Linked DNA regions of Mus musculus: all the other regions are linked to region 2. A link is a contact called in public ChIA-PET and promoter capture Hi-C data. All regions are on one chromosome and are shown on one strand. Each heading gives the region's core, a stretch centred on a gene start, on an enhancer-like site or on the middle of the called end of the contact. The rest is flanking DNA. Distances are from core to core; before and after follow the strand shown.

Evidence for each region. ChIA-PET counts read pairs in DNA pulled down with a chosen protein or histone mark. Capture Hi-C pulls out chosen DNA fragments and counts their contacts.
Region 1: an RNA polymerase II ChIA-PET map of memory CD8 T cells shows a contact between it and region 2, with 24 read pairs. The contact joins the promoter of Gpkow here to the promoter of Hdac6 in region 2. A contact is called at or near these places in 1 of 115 datasets of contacts at active chromatin or transcription factors (memory CD8 T cells) and 1 of 9 other capture datasets (adipose tissue).
Region 3: a contact with region 2 is called in a promoter capture Hi-C map of liver. The contact joins the promoter of Ccdc120 here to the promoter of Hdac6 in region 2. A contact is called at or near these places in 1 of 39 promoter capture datasets (liver), 1 of 484 Hi-C or Micro-C datasets (CD8 T cells) and 2 of 9 other capture datasets (adipose tissue and liver).
Region 4: a promoter capture Hi-C map of adipose tissue shows a contact between it and region 2. The contact joins the promoter of Tbc1d25 here to the promoter of Hdac6 in region 2. A contact is called at or near these places in 2 of 115 datasets of contacts at active chromatin or transcription factors (embryonic stem cells and memory CD8 T cells) and 3 of 9 other capture datasets (adipose tissue, liver and pancreatic islet).
Region 5: a promoter capture Hi-C map of liver shows a contact between it and region 2. The contact joins the promoter of Wdr45 here to the promoter of Hdac6 in region 2. A contact is called at or near these places in 1 of 39 promoter capture datasets (liver), 2 of 484 Hi-C or Micro-C datasets (CD8 T cells and uterus), 1 of 115 datasets of contacts at active chromatin or transcription factors (embryonic stem cells) and 2 of 9 other capture datasets (adipose tissue and liver).

Annotation. Positions count from the first base shown.
Region 1 is chrX:7,695,499-7,698,474 of GRCm38.p6, reverse strand. It overlaps Gpkow (G patch domain and KOW motifs), which reads right to left and starts at 1,341. Exons shown (of 11, transcript NM_173747.3): 1 at 1,080-1,341. The coding sequence starts at 1,249.
Region 2 is chrX:7,946,516-7,949,635 of GRCm38.p6, reverse strand. It overlaps Hdac6 (histone deacetylase 6), which reads left to right and starts at 1,747. Exons shown (of 29, transcript NM_001130416.1): 1 at 1,747-1,986; 2 at 2,392-2,511; 3 at 2,605-2,733; 4 at 2,885-2,973. The coding sequence starts at 2,422. It overlaps Gm39488 (a long non-coding RNA gene), which reads right to left and starts at 1,491. Exons shown (of 4, transcript XR_878039.3): 1 at 1,029-1,491.
Region 3 is chrX:7,739,407-7,742,725 of GRCm38.p6, reverse strand. Ccdc120 (coiled-coil domain containing 120) reads left to right here and starts at 1,402. Exons shown (of 10, transcript NM_207202.2): 1 at 1,402-1,514.
Region 4 is chrX:8,174,211-8,177,405 of GRCm38.p6, reverse strand. Tbc1d25 (TBC1 domain family, member 25) reads left to right here and starts at 1,482. Exons shown (of 6, transcript NM_172478.4): 1 at 1,482-1,695; 2 at 3,096-3,195. The coding sequence starts at 1,573.
Region 5 is chrX:7,720,446-7,723,607 of GRCm38.p6, reverse strand. It overlaps Wdr45 (WD repeat domain 45), which reads right to left and starts at 1,388. Exons shown (of 11, transcript NM_001290792.1): 1 at 1,230-1,388.

The DNA of each region.
Region 1 (2,976 bases), core at 92-2,591, 250 kb after region 2:
AAAGGTTGGGAAAGTAGACATGTCACAAAGCAGAAATATCAGGCCGGCAGTGGTGACGCATGACTTTAATTCCAGCAGCACTCAGGAGGCAGAAGCAGGAGGATCTCTGAGTTCAAGGCCTGCCCGATCTACAGGGTGAGTTCCAGGACAGCCAGGATGCAGAGGAACCCTGTCTTGACGCCCCCTCCAAAGAAAGAAAGTATAAATATCAAGATAGAAAGGAGGTTAGGAAACAAAGAAAATCAATTTCAATGGCCAGAAAGAAAGAAAGAAAGATCAATGCCCAGTCCTATGGACCATGTTCACAGGTTACTATTCACAGGTCCACTCGTTTTTTTTTTTTTTTTTTTTTTTTTGAGACATCTCACGATTTAGCTCAGGCTGGTCTTATAAACTCTCAGTCAGCCTGGTGCAATCCCCTAGTGCTGGAATTACAACCATGGATCTCTTTAAGTATGTCTTGTGGGAATCAGCCTTAGGCCTTCAACCACAATGGCCTAAAAATCACCATCTTTAGTCCAGATTCTTCCCGGTTCCGGGCCGGCAAGCTGCCTTTTACAAGTCCCCCACTTAGGCCTTTCGGACCTTTGTTTCTTACTTAATTATACTGCTGATGGCCTCCCCAGACTTGAATTTGCCTAGTTCTCCAAATCGGAGAAGCTCCCACAATTTCAGCTGAGACAGGAAGAATCCTGTCATTTTTCCCTCCTTTCCCTTTCTCAAAAGGCACACATACTCAAGTCCCAACGACATTTTTTCTGAGGAATCTATACCTCTGGTTCTCAGGCCCCATTTCACCCACCTAACAAACCTCCCTCTTCTTGCCCTTACATTCTTATGTTCTTCCTGTTTGTTTTTTAGTTGCCCAGGCTAGCGTTCAATTCCTGATCCTCCTGCGCCAGCCTCCCAGGTCCTGACTTATAGGCGTTTGCCGCCACTCCTGGTTACCTCCATAAATTTCCCGAGGCAGTGTTTCAGGCTTTCCAGGCCACTGTCACCAGGACAAACAACTCTTACTCTGCCCTCCTGCTTAAGCCCATTTCACAGATTTCCAAAACGCGAAAGACCCGGCGTTTCACCTCTGCAGCTTCCTCCCTTCCACGGTCGCCAAGAAATCTTTCTCCTCTGGGGCCTGTCTTTCGCTATCTCCGAGGTCTGCCAGTCGCCTCCGGACAGACGTGCGAGTGAACCCGAAAGAAATTGGAGCCATTGACGGGGCAGACGGCGGCGGACTCTCACGGCCCGCCATCTTCGCTCGAGTCACAGGCGAGCGCTCCGCTTGCTGGGAAGTTTAGCTCGAGCCGTGAGGGGCTGGCCGGGAAACGTAAGAATCAATCCCAGCATGCAACGCCTCAAAGACAAGTGCCTTGTAGCCGTGGGAAACAGGAATCAGGGCGCAGAAACTCTTTGAAACGTCATAGGAACGTGCCATACGGCATCCTGGGAAATGTAGTTCTCAGTGGTATAGCCGCTGTGGAAGATTGATTAGGTTATTCCTCGGTATTCAACCGCTATGAATTCAGTTCTAGAGTATCCTATACCCTTTCCCGACATCCTCAGGCACCATGCACGCATGTGATGCACGAACATAAATTCAGGCAAAATGTTTATATACACAAAACAAAATAAATAAAACTCATAATGTGCTTCCACAATGTGAACCTTACTGATAGAGGCTGGAGGCTTCCAGGGCTAGGTCTACTTTAGCAGATGAAAGCAGTAAACCATGGAGACAACAATTACATCAGGCAAATAAAAGTTACATTTACTGCCGGGCAGTGGTGGCGCACACCTTTAATCCCAGCACTTGGGAGGCAGAGGCAGGCGTTCAGGACAGCCAGGGGTACACAGAGAGACCTTGTCTCGAACCCCCCCCCCCAAAAAAAAAAGTTTCATTTACACAAGATGACTTAATGGGTAATAGTGTCTGCTACAAAAGCTGAAGACCTGAGTTCTTGAAGATCCTACATAGTAAAAAGATAGAGTTAGCCACTAGTTGCCTCTGACGGCACCACAAGTGCCATGCTATGCATGAACACATATACATGTAAACATGAACAAATGAATAAAATATGAAAACAAATTTTATCTAATTATATGTAAAGTGAATAACTGTGCAGTGGCTGGTTTTGTGTGTCAACTTGAGACAAGCTGGAGTAGTCAGAGAGGAAGGAGTCTCAGTTGAGGAAATGCTTTTTTTTAAAAAAAGATTTATTTATCTATTATTATCTGTAGCTGTTTTCAGACACTCCAGAAGAGGGAGTCAGATTTCATTATAGATGGTTGTGAGCCACCATGTGGTTCCTGGGATTTGAACTCAGGACCCATTTGGAAGAGTAGTCAATGCTTTTAACCACTGAACCATCTTGCCAGCCCCGAGGAAATGCTTCTATAAAATCCAGCTATAGGGCATTTTCTCAATTAGTGATTAATAGAGGAGGGCCTAGCCCATTTGGGTGGTGTTATCCCTGGGCTGGTGGTCCTGGGTGCTGTAACAAAGCAGGTTGAGCATGCCACAGGGAGCAAGCCAGTAAGCAGTACCCATCCAGGTTCCTGCCGTGTTTGAGTTCTTGTCCTTCAATGATGAACAGTGATGTGAAAGTGTAAGCCAAATAAAACCTTTTCCTCCCCAACTTGCTTTTTGGTTATGGTGTTTCATTGAAGCAATAAAACCTTGACTAATATACGTAGAGAATGCAATAGAAAAATATCCATAGTGCTGGAGAGATGGCTCAGCAGTTAAAAGCACTGACTGCTCTTCTGAAGGTCCTGAGTTCAAATCCCAGCAACCACATGGTGGCTCACAACCATCTGTAATGAGATCTGATGACCTCTTCTGGTGTGTCTGAAGACAGTACTTACATATAATAAATAAATAATTAAATAAATCCATAAAGCTATAGGAAAAAGATTTTTTCAGACCACAAACTCTCAGTGTGGCTAAGCTCTTTAGGTACCTTCATCACCATACTGTGT
Region 2 (3,120 bases), core at 498-2,997:
CCCAGCACTCGGGAGGCAGAGGCAGGTGGATTTCTGAGTTCAAGGCCAGCCTGGTCTACAGAGTGAGTTCCAGGACAGCCAGGGCTACACAGAGAAACCCTGTCTCGAAAATCCAAAAAGAAAAACCAAAACAAACAAAAAACCCAAATGACTGTTGCTGTTTTGTTTGTTTGTTTAAGAAAGATTAACTGGGCACAGTGTTGCCCAGCTGCTCAGAAAGCTGAGACATGAAGATCCCTTGAGGCCAGAAGTTCTAAGCAGCCTGGACATGAAAGCAAGGTCATTTTTAAAAGAAAGGAAGTGTATCATAAAGATTAGATGTGGATGCAAAGCCTAAGCTATTTGCAATCTTAGCTTTTATAAGGTTTACTGAGCCCCGTTGTGCAGGAACCGTCTCTATTGTTCGGCTGGCGGGCATCACCATCCTAGAATGTTTTTAGGTATTATTATTATTTTCTTTAGTGTGTGTAGATTTAGATAGCCCGTGCTGAGAACATGTTCTGTGCTGAGAACATGGAGGACTGAAACTGGCATTTGCAAGAGGTTCAGAGGGTCTGGCTGCTGGAGTATGGAACTGTCAATCTATTTGCTAGTCAGTGATGCAGAACTCCAGATGGATTCTTTCTGGTCTCTGCCAACAGGTCCTTAGGAAACGATGTCCTTGACATGGGGAGATCAGGACAACTCGGCCACCTGTGGGATTTATACTTAGAAGGGATGGCCATCTCAAAGAGTCACAGGGACAATTTTCCTTCCTCGGTCCACCACATGCTGTAAGTTTGATGACTCGGTGGAGGGGGACAGGTAGGCTGAGCTCCCATTCAGGAGACACTGTCCTTCGAAAGTCCATTCTGGCCTTGGTACTAGCATCTCAATTTTCCAGGTAAGGAAACAGGACAGAACTGTGACCTGTCCAAGATCTAAATCTAAGTCCCCGTGTGTGTAGTCTACAGAGCAGCTTTACAATGCAAACTACCTCACGAAAGTCGGGCTTTCTGACATAGTGAGCAGCCCCACCCCTGCCTCACCTCGTAGAGACTCCTTCCAGTCCCCATTTCCGCTGCAGAACATTAATAGCTAACATTTGGGGATGCTTCTTGAATACCATCGCAGTGGCCACCAGCTCAGAAACTTATCAGCATTTACTATCACGCTCATTTTGGCTGCCACCAGCCAAAGTCTATTATTAGCGTTTATCTCCAACTAGTCACCCGCAGGCGCGAGTTACGTCAACGCCAAAAGCAGCTCGGGAATCTAGCTTCTTTGATTTGTTCTCGAATCACTGCACAACACAACTGATGTGGATCCGTAGGTCTCCTAGGATGACTAGCCTGGACTTGAGACTGGCAGCCATAGCCAGTCAGAACGACCGCAGCGGCGAATGCGGGGGTGGGGTGTGCGTGCGTGTGTGTGGGGAGGGGTGGTAGCGCTAGGGGCAGATCCGGGTCTCGAACTAGGGAGTAGCACCCCACGCAGGCGCAGTATGATCAGTTTCCATGGCCAAGCTCGCGAGAGGTGTGGTTTGCGCCTGAAGCGTTGTGGGCGGACTGAATCCATGTTGGGGGCTGGACGTGGGCGGGCAAATGAAAAAGCTCAGCCCAATGGAAAAGAAGGGATCAGGTGCCCGGGGCCACACAGGTCGCCGGGAATTTGGCGGCGTGAGCCTAGGGCGGAGTTTGAAAAGGAGGCAGAGCTCAGTGAGTAGGGACGGAAGGATTGGCCAGCGTCGGTGGCTGGGCGGGAGATGGGCGGAGGCTTGGAAGGGGCTGAGGGAGCCTGGTTAAACGGTAGGCGTCTGGGAAGGGGGTGGGGTCTGAAGGATTCTGATCGAAAGGGGCAGTCCTCGGAGCAGCGGGGCACGGGGAAAGCTCGGGGCGAGATCTGCGCGAGTGGAAGGCGCTGGTTCGGCCCTGCAGGAGGTGGAGTTGAGTGAGTCTTTAAAGGTGCTGCCGAGGCCGCGGCAGCCCGGTCTGGCGGACTAGAAAGGTGGGTGATTTTTCTGGGGAAATAGGCTGAAGCGGGCAGGTTGCAGAAGCCAAGCGTTCCGGGCGCAGATTAGAGGTATGAAAGGATGTGGGAAGTGGATGGGGGGGGGGCGGTGATTGGGTAGGGCAGGCCTAAGAAGAGCCTGATTGAGCCTGGGGTTACCTCGTTTAGTGAATAGGCAAAATGAGGAAAGAGAATCGGATAAAAGCAGCGAGGTCCAGGGGGACCGGACAGGACCAGGTTTCCTCTAGCAGAAGATGGCCTGGGGGGTGGGGGCGGTTTAGAAGGCTCGGGAATGGACCCGGTGAAGGCTGCGATCTAGACTAGGGGGCGGGGCCGAGGAAGGGACAGGGATGTGGGGTCCTCTGGACACTCCAGCTGCCTCACCAACTACACCTTTGCTAGAGCCTTTCCAGGAGCTGAGGCTCTTCAGCCATGACCTCCACCGGCCAAGATTCTTCTACTAGACAGCGAAAGAGTAGGCACAATCCCCAGTCACCCCTTCAGGAATCCAGCGCCACCTTGGTGAGGCCCCAGACCTGCCCTGATGGGGGGGGGGGGTGGAGGGTGAAGCCAGCCAGCCATGTCCAGACTCTGATTTTTCTGTCTGATTGGCAGAAGCGTGGTGGAAAGAAGTGTGCTGTACCCCACTCCAGCCCCAATCTAGCGGAGGTAAAGAAGAAAGGCAAAATGAAGAAGCTGAGCCAACCAGCTGAAGAGGACCTAGTTGTGGGGCTTCAAGGGCTGGTGAGAGAGACCTGGCTGCAACTTGGCCTTCTTTACCAAACAAAACAGTGATTCCCCCCCCTCCCCCCCCCCATCCAGGACCGATGGTATGAAGTGTTTTCTCTGATTGTAGTCCAGAGTGAATCTGGGTTTCTTTTCTTTGCCCCTGCAGGATCTGAACCCTGAGACAAGAGTGCCAGTTGGTACTGGATTGGTGTTTGATGAACAACTAAATGACTTCCATTGCCTTTGGGATGACAGGTGGGTGAGGCTGGCACCTCCAAATGATCCCCAAACTAGAACATTTCCACAAGTGCCCCTTTCTTCTCACAAACAAGAGTGAATTTTTGCTGCTTCTAGCCTGTAGTCTGGAAGCAGGTGATTTAGGGAGATGGGGATCATTCTTGA
Region 3 (3,319 bases), core at 153-2,652, 210 kb after region 2:
TGTTCCACAGAGAAACCATGTCTTGAAAAACAAAAACTTAAGAAAAAAAATCCATTTCCCAACATGCTTGGTGGCCTCCTGCAAGGGGGGTGGGGAGGGGTCCATGGCTGCCAAGAGGATGTCAGCTTGCTCCTTGCCTCCACTAGCAGTCCAAAGGAGGGAGAAGGGAGGAAGGAGATGGAAAGGGCCTTTGTGTTCCACACATACATTTCATAACCCGGAAGAAAGGTGGGCACCTGGGGCAGCAGGCCTTGATAACATGTGACTGGGGGAACTCTTCTCTAGGCTCTCCTCCCCAACAGGGAACACCCCTAAAACCCTCCCTGTTCATACATGGCAGCGGCTGCTATAGGGGTTAGGTTTGGGTTCTGAGGTCACAAAATAGATTGTCTTACCTGGAGTACAGCATGTTTGGTATGTGCCCAAGACAAGCTTAGGGCCCAGGTAGGGTTGTGTTGAAGGGCATTAGAGGGACTTAGAGTTTTCAATTTATTTCCCTGTCTGCTTCGCTCCAGGCTAGAAATGTTAACAGGGAGAACATGGATAAAGTTGAGTCTTCGTATTCTTTCTCCTTTCAGGAGTAGCCAGTGGCTCCTCTAGCGCAGGGCCCAGTCTAGTACTCTGGTTCTGCTCCTTCTTATGGTTGTTTTTGTTTCTTTGTTTGTTTGTTTCTGTGTAGCCCTGGCTGTCCTGGAACTAGTTCTGTAGACCAGGCTGGTCTCGAACTCAGAGCTGCCTGCCTCTGCCTCCTGAGTGCTGGGATTAAAGGAAGGTGTGTCCCACCCCAGCTGGCTCTTTCCTGTGCCTTTACATTAGTATGTTCTCAGTCAGGCCTCCCATTTCTACCATGGCTCAGAGCTCAGCGGAGGCTGGCTCTGTGCCGCCCCTCAGGTTGTAGGGTATAGATGATGGTGTTTCCTAGGTTTATTTGTTCCTGGAGTACAGAAGGTGGGAGTGTCTTAAGATCTGGTCTCTCCTTAGAAAGGTCAACTTCTCTCTGCAGCTTAGAAAATCATCATCCTAATTATGGGAGAAATTGATCCAAGATATGTGTGTGTGTGTGTGTGTGTGTGTGTGTCCATGTCTATGTCTGTTTGTCTATTTCACAGTTTCCTAGCCCCCATGTCCCGGGGTGTAGGCAGGCTCCAGTGGCCTGGGGATTTGGGCAGTGGCTCCTCCCACAATTCTTAGAGCTTATTGGCCAGTTATCTCTTAGATATCCGCAGTGAGGAAAGCATTCTATGCTTTCTCCTTGACCATATTGGGCTCCCCGAGGCACCTGGTCCCCCAGACTGCCTTCCCAGGGGTGACCCTAGCCCTGGAAGCGGGCAGGTAAGGGTTAAAAGGTGTGGGCCAACCCCATCCTGTCCAGGTAGGTTGGGCCTTTACCTAGTGGGAGGTAGCCAAGACAGCAGTCACTGCTGTTCACTTGTACTGCCAGGAAAGCTAGGGCCTGGACGAGACAACTGTTCTTTTGGAAATATTTGAGGCTGCCATCCAGCACTAGGGCATTGGTGAGTACCAGCGAGCAATGGGGCAGGGCCGTGAGATAGGGTAATGGCACAGGAACTGAGGAAGTTCCCTTCTAGAGATCCAGATCTGAGGAAGGAGGACCCTGAGAATATAGGGTAGCGATAGGAGGGGTGGTGTTCAGTATGGGAGGATCAGGGGACCAGGGCAAAGCCTCACGTGTCCATTTTCCTTTCTTGATATCAAAATAATTCTTGGTTGGAAAATGGAGGAGGAAGGACGGGGCAGAGACTCAGCCTTCTCTTCTCGGCCCCTCTCCCCCTTTTTATCAGGACTAGTGCCTCAGAGAAGACGAGCTGAACCGATTAGATACCACTGTTGTTCAGGCATCTGTATCTGCTTGTCCCTCTGTTTGTTTGTTCAGCCAGAGTAATTGAAGGGGGTGTGCTGTATGTTTGGGGGAGCAATGGGGATCAGGTCCAGACTCTGTGTGCATTTGCTCAAGTGGTGGCAGGATGTGGAAATGGGGCTCTCATTGACAGTGTTGGAGTGCCACCCAGGTGAAGTATCTTGGTTGTAAACAGTCATTACAGCCAGGAATTTTTCTCAGCCGTGGTGTCAGAAGGGCAGACCTGAAAAACCTGCTGGGCCTGCCTCTGTGTGTGTGTGTTTCCCCGCATGTGCCCTCTGTAGCTCGCTTGCTGCAACCTAAGCCCGTAACAGGACCACAGAATGACAAGGCAAAGCTCTGGTGTGGGCAGGAGGGTCTCAGAGGTTCATATGAGGGCATGGTAGTGATGCTGGAATGTGGTAGATTGCCTTCTTACTATCTCTGTCTGATGTCAGGCAGTCTGAAGTTCCAAGTGTACAGAACATGGAAGAGTAGAAGCAAAGGTTCCTGAGTCAGGTATGGAGGTGTGGGGCGTTGATCCATGTCTAGCCTGCCTAGTGACCCAATGACTCATGCCATAACTATGTCCCTGAGGTCAGACTGATGGGGTGGAGTCGGGGTTCCTGACTGGACCCTGTGTCGACTCCGGGATACTCTAATTTTCTAAAGAAGGAAGGACGGAGGCCCTCTGATGTGAAACATGAGACAATGTTGGTGAACGGGTAAATGGACCCAAGGTGGGAGGAGTTAGCTTTCTGTTGGGGTGGAGAAGGGTTCAGGCAAGCCTTGTGAAAGTTTTCCGAATTAAAATGGGTCCTGGGAAAGTAGAAGTTTCGGGGGCTGAGGGACCGAGGAGGCTGAGGTGGGACACTAAAGACACCCTACCATGCCGAAAGTGCTGGACCTCAGATGGGTGGGCTTGTGAGACCCCCTGCAGTGTACAAACTTTCTGTACAAAAGGCTTATGGGATTGCCTAACCATTGCAGTGGAGGATAGTCCATGAGTCCTTTGAGGGAGGGATACAGACTCTGTGGGACAAGCAGAAGACTGTAGAGAAAACTGGGGGGCGGGGGTACCTTGTAGACAGTCTGAGCACACCCTATAGTGTGAAAATGGGGAAGGGGCTTCTCCTTGGCGTTCTTGGTTTTCTGGGTCTGCTCTACCACATCATGACAAGCTGTGGATTTCAAGGGGTCGGGGGGGGGGGGTGTTAAAACGAGAACTCTGCTGTCTCTGATAGGCCTTCCTAGTCACCTGCCTTAGAGGCTAGGACAGGTGGTGGGAGGTGATGTCACCTGCTTGCCCAGCTGGGGACTGAGCAGGATGTGGGAGGGAGGGAGCAAACTCCAGAAAAGCACAAGAAGGGCTGGCAGCTCGCCAACGCGTGCTCCATGATCAGCCAGTGCTTCCCGGGACAAAAAGAGGGGCAGGTAATGTGTTTTCTGTGGCTGTGGATG
Region 4 (3,195 bases), core at 233-2,732, 230 kb before region 2:
AAGATTTGAACTCCCCCGCTGGCTGTGGTAATGTCCATTTTTAATCTTAGCAGTCTGGAGGAAGAGAGTTCCAGGCCAGCTTAGTCTACATGGAGAGTCTCAGGTCAGCCAGAACTTCATAGTGAAAACCTATCTCATTTTTTTCTCAAAGAGCTTAAGACACTGGGCTGGGGTGGCCACACACCTTTAATCCCCACACTCAGGAGACAGAGACAGTAGGATATCTGTGAGTTTGAAGCCAACTTGGTCTTCAGAGTTCCAGGACAGCCAGTGCTACATAGAGAAACCCTGTCTTGAAAAAACAAACAAATAAGCAAATAAATAAACAAAAAGCATAAGATGTGTTCAACGATCTAACTCATATTTAACAAACACATATTTTTATTGTGACTGAAGTGCTGTGGACCTCCTGTATACTAGACATATGCTCTATCAATGAGATAAACCAGATAGAGCTTATAACAGGGCTGACCTCAACAAACTGTAATGATTAAGTAAAACAAAGACAATGTAGGGTCGGGCAGTGGTGGCACACGCCTTTAGTCCCAGCACTTGGGAGGCAGAGGCAGGTGGATTTCTGAGTTCGAGGCCAGCCTGGTCTACAGAGTGAGTTCCAGGACAGCCAGGGCTATACAGAGAAACCCTGTCTCGAAAAAACAAAACAAAACAAAACAAAACAAAGACAATGTAGGTCCAGCACTTTTGAGACAGAGTCTGAAGGTTAGCCTGAACTATATGAAAATGTCACAAAAAATAACAACAACAAAAAAACCTGGAAAAAAAGTTTAGGAAAGAAGTAGGACCTTCAGAAAGCATACAATGTTTGTTTTTTGGTAAATTACTTAAGGAAGTATAAACAAGGATTTAGACGTGTGTAAAACTTTATCCTTGAATATAAGTGTAAATTAAGAGATTGGGAGGTGGGCATGGAGAAGGTGGCACACACCTGGAAGTTCTTGGAAGTCTGAGGTTAAAAAAAAAACTGAAGTTCAAATTATCTCTGGGAAATTAGTGAGATTCTGTTTAGAAAGAAAGGAAGAAAGGAAGAAAGGAAAAAAACTAAACAAAAAAATCTTTAGAGTACTATTTTCCCCCTTCAGGATATTAATTCGAAGGGAAGTATTTGAAACCGATGACATCATCTGTCACCAAAGGCACGTGGCAATTCAAAGCCGGTTCTGGAACGTTTATGTCAGCACGCTGTGGCCTCCTTGCCTCCCTCTTGTCTCTCTCAAGCTCGTCCGTTTAACGCGGCGGTTCATGAATCCGGAAGTAAACTGCCAAAACAACGGCGCCACGGACCGGGCCAGGCAGGACCTGGACAGGCACTTACACACAGGCAGTAAAAAGTAAAATTCTCCACTCTGGGAGGCGGGGTTCCAGGCAAGAGCACTCTAGGCGCATGCTCAGATGCGACCTCCAGCCCAAGCCAGGTGGGAGGGGCAGGGTCCTACAGCACCTCTGCGCCTGCGCTCTGGTGCAAGGTGGGGCCGCGGGCGCCCGCACTGTTGGGTGTACGTTAGGGTACGGGTAACTATCGGTTATCACCTGGACAGAGACGACAGCGGCGGGATGGCAACCACCTCCGCGGCCTCGGACTCGGCGTGCTCGGCAGCGCCCCCGCCCGTCGGAGGTGCCCAGGCGGCCGCGGCGGTTGAGGAGGAGGAGCGTGAGGTGGTACGGGTCCGAGTCAAGGTGAGGCTAGCCTGCTTGGGCGCCCAGTGGACGAAAAGACCGTAACTGTCCTAGGATAGAGCATCAGACCTGAAATTTGGGGCGTGACTTGGAGACTGGGGGCGAGGCTGGAGAGCGGAATTGATAGAATGAAGGCGTGGGTTTTGGGGACTTGTCGTTGGGTGTGGAACTGTAGAGGAGACAGGGCCAATGGAGTGGATGGGTGGAGCCTACGGGTAGAGAGGTGGGTTGTAGGGTTACCGGAGGGGCCTCTGGAGTCCAGAGGAAGGAAGGAGGTGCTGTCGCTGTCAGAAGGGATAGTCCTAAAGTCAGTCAACAAATAGCTATTGAGAGTTCACTTTTGTCCATGTCCCACCCCTGAGCCCACGTGCTTGTGGGAGGGGGACAAAAACAATTAAATGAGATATTTTGAACATTGGTGAATATCAGGAGAAAGTGATAGGAAAGGTTAGGATCTCTAGGGAGTTACTTTACCCAAAGCTGTATAGGAAAATCCCCTAAAGAGGACTCAAGTCACAGAGACCTGGATAATAATAATAATAACAAAATGTTAGCATATGCATTTAGGATGGGAGAAGAGTTCTAGGTAGAGGGAACACCTAGATGAGTGTGGTATGTTCCTGTAGGTTCCCATATTGTTGGAGAAGGAAGCCTGGGGGCAAAAGTAATAGACAATCAGGAGGGAGAAGGGCACATAGGACAGCTTGTGACATATAACACACTCTGAGGAAGGAACCCGTTGTGATACCTGCAAGCAGTGACCGGTGGCTCAGACTGGAGTGCCAGAGATCACTTTTGGGGTGTTAGCGCTCTAAGGCAAAGGTTTTAGTAAGCCAGATGAAGTGGGAAGGATGTTCACTCTGAGAGAGGTCAGCACACAGAAGTCTGGAAAGCATGTACTCAAAGGAACTCTCAACAGTTTGATACCAGTAGAGCCATAAATACATCTCAGAGTGGAGGGAGGGCTAGCTCCAGCACCTAGGTTTGCTGTTGAAGAAGGATCTGAGCAACAAACAGTGTTACAGGGAGATTTGCACTATGGGGGGTGGGGGGGAGTCACTGATTTGATTGTGTCAAGCTGGACATGGTGATTCTGGCAACCATATTTAAGGGACTCTGGAAGGACTGGACACCTGGACTACTGCATTAGCCTTCGTTCCTGCCAGTCTGCTTTGGCAGAGCAAACATGGACCCTGTAAATTCAAAGGACATATCATCTTTTCTCTGCGCAGAGACTTCCTGTGACTTCCCCTCGCCCAGAACAAAAACCAAGAACATCTCACCTAAAACCTGGTCCCTCCCCTGTCTTCGACTCCTGCCTTCTGCCACTCTTTACCTTACCCACCCTTTCCACACGGTGATGTGCCCCCTCATGGCCTCCCCCTGTCCTCTTTCCACAGAAATGTGAGAGCTTCTTGTCCCCTGAGTTCCGCTCTTTTGCGGTGGATCCTCAGATCACCTCGCTGGACGTGTTGCAGCACATCCTCATCCGAGCCTTTG
Region 5 (3,162 bases), core at 139-2,638, 230 kb after region 2:
CACGCCTGGCTTCCTCCCCATTTTGATACTTTTCTTTGCCAGACTGTAAAAAACAAAAACAAGTGGAGGATACCTCAGAGTATCTGTTTAAACCAAGACCACAGGCAGAACGTATCCCGGCCCATAATGACAAAAAGCCTCATAACAGGCACAAACACCAAGCATGGGGTAATGGGGTAGGGAATATCCCATGGTACCTCCTCCCCCCTCCCAGCCATTCTTAGCTCTAATGTTTGATATGACCTCAAACCTCTCTACAAGCTATTCATCTGCACACCGGCACCCAACTCCACCTGTCAATAAATAGTGGAACAAAAGCTAAGGTTTCAAAAAAAAAAAAAAAAAAAACAAAAAAAAAAAAAAAAAGCTAAGGTTTCCTGCATCTTCACTGCCGTGAATGGCCCATCACCCACAGAACTGCCCTCCTCAAGCCCTTCTAACTTTACCTGGAGGCTTATTCGCCTCCAGGGTATCTCATTTACATCCTCCCATGCAGCATACTTTCCCCAAACCCTTCTCTCATATGACCAACTCTCAAGGCAAAGGCAAGCCTGAGAACCCCCTCCACTCCCTCTACTTAAGTCCTAAAGACCAATCCACACCCTACCCCACACCCGAGGCATTACTCTGACATTCCAAATTCTTCACATGTGACACATTCCATTCCCTATACTGTCTACCCACGACCCCTAAGCTTACACAATGTTACTCATGAGTCCCCTCCCCCTAAAATTTGTCCCTTTTGTCTCCATGCTATCTCTTGAAGGTTCTGCCCTAGGGCACGCTAGCCCCACCCCCTCCCAAAAAAAAAACCCATATCCTGCCTAGGAAAACCTCAACCTACCAATGCTGCTGCTGCTGCTGCTCTGACTCCCTCCCCTAAACATTCCTGCCCTAAAAACCTCGTCCTTTTTTCAAATCCCATCTCTTCCAAGACCTCTCTTCAGGCACACCTATCAGCTAAGATCGCAAATCTACTTTTCTCGCGTAAAACTTGGGTCTTGCTTCTACATGAGCCATACTCTGGAGAGCACTAGCTTCCAAGAGCCCTTTTTAAATCTATGCTCCAAATGCCCACACTAACGAAGAACCCTAATTGAAACGCCTCACCCTCTCCCAAAAGCCATGATCCTTTCCAAGACAGCACCGACTCAAGCCCCCATATCCCCAGCCATCCATCACCTGTCAAGACCTCTAGTAGAAACACCCAACCCATGACCGTGACCAACCCTTGGATCTTGCTCCAGATGCGCGTCACCTCTGCCGACTTGATCACCCCTCCCCGACCCCTGCCCTAGCCGTTGGTGCCGCCTGCGGCACAAATTTCTGACCTCCCGGGCTTTGGTGCCCAGCTCTGCTGTTTACATCAGGTCTTACTTCCGGAGGAGGGAGTCTGTGAACGGAAGTGACTCATTCTGGGCAGAGACTCCAGCCAGGGCTCTTCTCACCCACTTGGCGGACCTGTGGAGCATCCCGAGCAGTAGTAGAGTCCTCCGAGGGAAGTTCCGGAAAAAGAATGAGGGCGGATTAGGGGACTGGAGGCACAAAAGACTGCCCAAAGGCAGGACTGTCTAAGGGAACCCGGGAAAGGGCTTGCCCCCACCCCCAAACGGAAGCGGGCCAAGCATTGAACTCGTTAACTCACGGAGAGATAGAGGGGCAAACCTCCCAGGCTAACGAGTTCTCCGAGTTGGGCTAGAGTGGCTATCAATGTTTGTTTACCTTGTGGCTCTGGGTGCTCCTGGCTGGAATAAAAGATCTTGAAAGTTGAGATCAGCTTGAGTAGGGGAAAGATAAGAGTGGAATTTTACTTTCTTTTCCCCACCCTATTCCTAGCTCTTTACAAAAAGATCCTTTGTTACCGTAAAATGTGAGTGCTCCGGGCGTGATTGCTCACACACCTGTAGTGCTAGTAGTTGGCGAGGGACAGTCGAGGTTGTCTTGGGCTACATGAGGTCCTGTCTTTTTTAACAAAAGCTACAAACAGAGAATGCTTACATGGAAACACAAAAGGCCCCAAATTGCACACTGGAAATATTAGAGTGTTGAGATAAGTGCAATATGCACGACAGTTGTGAGAAATAATAAACGAGTTAGTACTGGCTGTTGAAACAGGATCGGAGGGTTTGTGCCATCCTGAGTTACAAAAAAAAGTCAATAAAAGGGAAAGAAGAATGGGGAACTACCTTGCATTTACCATAATCAGAGCCATAATAGTTAACACTCTGCTTCTGTCTTTACTTATTTTAATTTTTATGTTTTTTTTTATTTTTTTCGAGACAGGGTTTCTCTGTATAGCCCTGGCTGTCCTGGAACTCACTCTGTAGACCAGGCTGGCCTCAAACTCAGAAATCCACCTGCCTCAGCCTCCCAAGTGCTGGGATTAAAGGTGTGCGCCACCACAGCCTGGCCTAAAGACCTTTAGTCTTAATCACCCCTTCCTTTCTATAGTCCCTCCTCTATACTGACCTCCATACTTAATCCTTCTGTTGTAGTTTCCCCTGTTATCCCTTTATATGATTCTATTCTATATCCCATATCCTTAGAAGATTCCCTCCTCCCGGCTACTGTACCATTCTTTAGCTGTGCATCCACAGGCAAGTTGCTGAATCCCACTGAGCCCTGGCTTCCTTACCTATCAAATGTGTTAAACAATAATCACAGCCAACACTCCCTTTCTTTGACTGTTTCCATTTCTCTGTGTGTGTGTATACATGTGGTGCATGTGTGTGTATGTATCATTTTGCATGTGTGTGTAGGCACACATGCATGAGTATGTATACATGTGGGGGCCCAGTGTTGACATTGGGAACCATTCTCAGTCACCCTTGTATTTTGTTCATTGAGGTGAAGGCTTTATTAATGAAAGGAGAAGTATCAGCTCAGGACCCAAGACCAAGTTCTCAGCAAAAAAGATTTATTTATCCCAGAGGGGCAGAGGGCAGGGAATAAGAGACAAAGACAAGAGATAGAGGAGGGAGGAGCAGGGGAAATGGACCAAGGAGAAAGCCAGACAGGCGTTGCATATAGGAAAAAGGAGGTCTATAAAGGTAAAAGGGGAAACCCCATGTTAGGATGAGGTGTTTCATTTTAACTGGGCCTGTTAATTAGGGGAGCCAAAGGGCCACTTTTGATTGCTGGATTTCAACAGTTGATAGCTTG